2 separate regions of the Astyanax mexicanus genome follow, and region 1 is linked to region 2. Evidence: chromatin contacts called from public Hi-C data. All regions are on one chromosome and are shown on one strand. The core of a region is the stretch at or near the end of the contact, and the rest is flanking DNA. Distances in the headings are between cores, read along the strand shown. Region 1 overlaps chd9 (chromodomain helicase DNA binding protein 9). Region 2 holds the start of chd9 (chromodomain helicase DNA binding protein 9).

Region 1 (2,785 bases), core at 131-2,630, 81 kb after region 2:
GTACCCTGACTACTTCTTCTATCAACATGTCATATCTTCAGTGTTGTTCCATGAAACAATGTTAAATGTTTCCAAAAATCCAAATATTAATCTTGGTGATGCTTGAAGACATTTGAATTTTGTCAATTGCTATTAATAATGGTCATACAGAGTTTTTTTAATTAAACTTAGCTGTCTTACATTAAGATAGAATGGAATAATAAGATCCTACCCACATTCAGGGTAAGAAAACCTCCCCACTTCAAATCAACTTGTTTGATAAAAAAAATTACTGGAAGTCATAGTAAATACAAATGAAACAGTTCATGTCCTCAAAGCATTTGTTTGATTACGGTTGTCTAGTTTCAATGCAAATTTTTCAACATGCAAAATTTCAGGTTGATTCCTCTTACTGATCTGAAATTACTAAGCAGTGTAGAGAGTGAACCTGATTTCCCAAAAAAAGGGTAAGGTTTTCTTACCCTGAATGTGGGTAGGATCTTATTATTCCATTCTATCTTAATGTAAGACAGCTAAGTTTAATTTAAAAAACTCTGTATGACCATTATTAATAGCAATTGACAAAATTCAAATGTCTTCAAGCATCACCAAGATTAATATTTGGATTTTTGGAAACATTTAACATTGTTTCATGGAACAACACTGAAGATATGACATGTTGATAGAAGAAGTAGTCAGGGTACAGCTATAACTTTACACAACCAATAATGTCTGAACCGCAAACAACAAAGACTAAGTACACCCGTAAATGAAAATGGTCAAATTGTGCCCAAAGTGTCAATATTTTTTGTGAACACCATTATTTTCCTCCATCTCTTAGGGGCAGAAGAGAAGATCCTGGAGGACTTCCGGGAAGTGTGCAGCCCCTCAGCCCCAGACTTCCACCTGCAGGCCATGGTGCAGTCTGCCGGCAAACTCGTCCTCATTGACAAGCTGCTGCCCAAAATGAAGGCCGGTGGACACAAAGTCCTCATTTTCTCCCAGATGGTGCGCTGCCTCGACATCCTGGAAGACTACCTCATCCAGAGACGGTGAGTGCTTTGTGCTCTTTGCTGCTGTGGCAGCTTTAATTTAATGATGACCTCAATATTATGAACTGTGAAGTGCCTCCTGGTGGATTTGTTTAGAAGTGCAGTCACAGGAGCCATCACTCATTCTAAAAAAGGTCAATTGTGAAATGCAGTAATGCAGAGTTGTTTATTTCAATTGGAGTGTGTATGTGTGTGACAGTGTGCAGGTGTGTATAAATGTATCTATATCTTTGTGTGTGTGGATGCGTGTGTATGTGTGTGTGGGTTATGATCTTGTGTTCCAGCACCATATAAATTCAGTGTGTGTGTGAGGGCTGTTGGCAGGTCTAGCCATGGTTCAGTAGAAGGGCACAGACCCCCTGGAGAGCTCACATCAGACACTGAAACAGCCTAGAGCACCAAACAGCCTGAAGTAGGTCAGAGAGAGAGAGAGAGAGAGAGTGAGAGAGAGGAGGATACGGGGGAAGGGGAATGACAGGGCAACAAGGTATGATATGCTGGAGTGACAGGGTAAGAAAGTGAGAAATGGAAAGGTAAAGGAGATGGAGCGTAACAGTAGCTCCAGGATAAAGGCTGCTCTGTATCATATGAAGCATTGCTGCGACTGAGCTGGTTACAGCAGTACAGTAAAGACCCACTGAGGGCAATTTCTCTGACGCAGATAATAAAACACTCCTTTTAAAATCCATTTTGGGCTCACCCTGCCTTCACACTAGCAGGCGACCAGTCATTTTCTATTGGAGGACAGGATTTATAGCACATTTTGGTGATTAGCAGAAAGCAACATGTCAACAAAGCAAAAAATGGATTTGAGATTGTCTCAAATTTATTCAAATTAATTTTGGCGCATTGAAGTGATATTCAAAACCACCTGGCCAAAATAATCATAACCAGACGTAGACACAAGGGTCTGAGGCCCCCAGCTTTTGTTCTCTGTACTTTTGGTTCCTATTTGAACTGTTTAAATCATGAAAGAGAGGCTTATTAAGACTTATTTATCTTTTACTGTTAGAATATTTAACAAAAGATAGACCTAAAGCCTGTTGAGCATCTGTGGGGCATCCTCAACCAGAAGGTGGAGAAGTGCAATGTCTCTAACATCCACCAGCTCCACTGGTGTCATCATGAAGGAGTGAAAGAAGATTCCAGTGCCAGTGTAAAGCTGAAGATAATGATGGTCACGCAAAATATTGACACTTTGGGTACAATTTGGCCATTTTCACTTAGCTGTGTAATGAATTTTGTTGCCAGTGGTTTTAGATATTAATTGCTGTGTATTTATGCCTGTGGGGTTGATTACACTCATTCAGGCTGTACCCTGACTACTTTACATTGTATCAAAGTGTTTTCCCATGCTAAGATATAATAAATTATTTGCTAAAATGGGAGGGCTATACTCACTTTTGTGAGATACTGTTTGATACATATAGGATCTGGAAAAAAATAAGAAACCACTTAAAATGATGAGTTTCTTTAATTTAAGTATAAACTGAAAACATCTGGAATATAATCAGGAGGAAGATGGAAGACGTAACTGCTTGAAGTTTTGTACCAGGAGTGGGATCCAAAGTTATCCAAAAGCAGTGTGTAAGACTGGTGGAGGAGAACATGTCAGAAAACTGTGATTAAAAACCAGGGTTATTTCACCAAATATTGATTTCTGAACTCTATGAAAACTTTATAAATAAGAACTTGTTTTCTTTGCATTATTTGAGGTCTGAAAGCTCTTCATCTTTTTTTTTTTTTTTTATTTC
Region 2 (2,775 bases), core at 113-2,612:
AACAACTGTTTTTTACAAAAACATTAATTGTTAAGCTTTATTGTAGTTTTTCTTTATTGATGCTGCATCACAGTAGTGTACTGGCACACACTATTCCATTCCATGACCGACTGTAACTCAAAAAAGATTAGTAATACTGATGTTTCACACAATGCATAATACAGAGAATGCTCTATGCACCAGATTTCTCCGAGCCCAGAAAAGTTGACATTAGGCTTCTGCTTAGCACAGTAATGTTTTATTCCTGTCAGACCTTAATTATGGTCCATGGATGGGGACAAACAATATATAAGAAGATTGGGTCACACACGTATTAATTTGTTTTAAGTGCAAAAATACACCAGAAAGAACAATGCCTATGATATCCACTGCAATGGACAGAGGGTCTAAAAGGGTACCTCTGTATTTCAGTACTTGACAAAGTAATCTTATGTTCATTATAACCCTTTTAATAACCCTTATTGTTTTATGTCAGGTAACAGAAATGAACTTGTATGTAGAACGCAAAGGCGTAGGAGTGGATTTGACATGGGGGGGCATTTGCTAATATGAATCAAAGCCCACCCTATAGAGCATTTGGAGACTATAGAGAACAACATTTGCGGCATTACAGTTAATCACAAATAAACATCTTCTTCTTCTTCTTCTTCTTCTTCTTCTTCTTCTTCTTCTTCTTCTTCTTCTTATGTCTTGGCATGTCAATTACAATTTCTCCACTCTTTTAAAAGTTTTTTTTTTTTTTACTGAGAGCACGATCTTGTCATTTTATTAAAAAGAATGTAACTTTACGTTTCATAGAGATTTTTGGCAGCACTTAATATAAACGTTAGATAACCCAAACCCTCCCAGTCTGTTAGCAGAATAAGTCGTTTTTATTGCAGTATATTGTCATTGTTGCGCCAATGGTAGAACGGGGAGTTTAGAACCAAAACCTGGTGCTGTTCATAGAACTGACGCACTTTATTGCCGTAGTTCTGCCTGCGACCAGCAGAGGCCGTCAGACACCAGCCTGAGCTCCAGCAGGCGCTCTAAGTGTGTGTGTGTGTGTGTGTTCACGCTCTGGGCGCTACTCGCTGTGTGAGTGAATGGAGTCTTTCTGATTGGCTGCTGTTCGCTGCGGCCATCTTGTTAGATCCCTTCCAAAACTCAGTATTTATTTATTTTTATTCACCTGAATCTGAATTAACCCGCGTGGATCAGTGTGTGGAGGGCGAATACGGAGTTTACCGCGTGGAAAACGACTTGTTATACAGGTTTATTAATTTAAAAGGTGTTTGAGAGATTCAAAGTGAAAGGAGAGCCGACTGACCAATCAGAGGGCTCGTCTCGCACACACACATGCAAATGAGCGTGTTATCATCATCACGTCAGCACTGGTGGAAGCGCTGAGGTCGCCAACAGCCGCTCAAACTAGCGCAAATTCGGTATTACAGCCCCGGGTTAAATTAACGCGCCGTTGCCGAGGGCTTTCCCACAGTTTGGTGAGTATTCGCGGTTATATTGGCTAAAGAAACGGAGCGGGGGGGAGTTGAATCGGGGGGCCGGGGCGAGCAGTGCTGAAACTCAGGTGGCCGGTGTTCTGTCAAGTTCTGCTACCCTGTCAAACCGTGCTACCCTAGTGTATGTTTAACTGTAAAAATACAGATTATTAGAACATGCTTTCAATAGAAGTGTCGTTATGATTAAATTTAAATAGCATAAATCGCTGTATTATTAGGATATAGGTGATTTATAAAACGTGTATATATATAATTTACAGCTCTGGAGAAATAGTAATATACCATTTCAGTTTCTGAATCGGTTTCTGATTTTGTTATTTATAAATATATTTGAGCAAACTGAGCATTGTTGTTTTATTCTGTAAACTACGGACAAAATTTCTCCCAAATTCCAAAAAAAAATATTGCCATTTAAAGTTTTTGTTTGCAGAAAATGAGAAATGGCTTGCAGAGCTTTCAGACCTCAAACAATGCAAAGAAAATAAGTTCATCATGTTCTTCATGTTGTAAGAGTTCGGAAATCAATATTTGTTGGAATAACCCTGTTTTTTAATTACAGTTTTCATGCACTTTGGCATGTTCCTTTCCACCAGTCTTACATACTGCTTTTGGTTAACTATATGCCTTTACTCCTGGTGCAAAAAATCAAGCAGTTCAGCTTGGTTTAATGGCTTGTGGTTGATGGCATTATATTCCAGAGGCTTTCAATTTGGTCAAATCAAAGAAACTACAAGATTATTAGGAAAAACTAGAGGTGGGTAACCCAGGTCCAGAAAGTAAAAATCCATCCCTGGCGTTTGTAGCAACTGCCTGGATAGCACTGCTGCAGCAGAGCCACACAGGCAGTTTGTAAAAACCGTGGGTGGATTTTTACTTCCTGGACCTGGGTTACGCACCTCTAGGAAAAAACACATGAAAACAGCAGAGTTTTTGCGCATGCGCAGAGCCGCTAAGTAGCACATATCCATGGGTAGCACAACTCGATAGAACACCGGGCTGGCTGTCAGTCAGTGCGGTGAGACAGACAGAGAGAGAGACAGACAGACACACACTCACACCGTGACGTGCAGCTGGTGGCAATGATTCCCTGGTAAGAAAAGTGTCTAAATAAGTAAATAGAAGCAGTAGAAGCAGTATTTTTGTGTTTTACGTCTCAGTGGAGGGAGGAGCTAAATCAGCCGCTCGCTGCCGTGGTTCTGAACTAACAGCGACTTTAGGGTTATCTAGTTCCCAGTGAGGGAGACTCACCCCGGCTAATAACGGTGAGCACTCAGCA

Evidence for each region. Hi-C and Micro-C count contacts between places; a contact is called where the count stands out from the background.
Region 1: a contact with region 2 is called in a Hi-C map of muscle, with 16 times the contacts expected there. The contact joins the enhancer-like site here to the promoter of chd9 in region 2. A contact is called at or near these places in 3 of 3 Hi-C or Micro-C datasets (blood and muscle).

Annotation. Positions count from the first base shown.
Region 1 is chr23:10,817,586-10,820,370 of AstMex3_surface, forward strand. chd9 (chromodomain helicase DNA binding protein 9) reads left to right here. Exons shown (of 39, transcript XM_049471402.1): 16 at 821-1,031. Among protein-coding and RNA genes, the nearest start is that of LOC111191607, 35 kb to the right of the region's middle. Within about 2 kb of position 1,381, the one cell type or tissue checked has an H3K27ac peak away from gene starts, as active enhancers do.
Region 2 is chr23:10,736,140-10,738,914 of AstMex3_surface, forward strand. chd9 (chromodomain helicase DNA binding protein 9) reads left to right here and starts at 1,363. Exons shown (of 39, transcript XM_049471402.1): 1 at 1,363-1,481.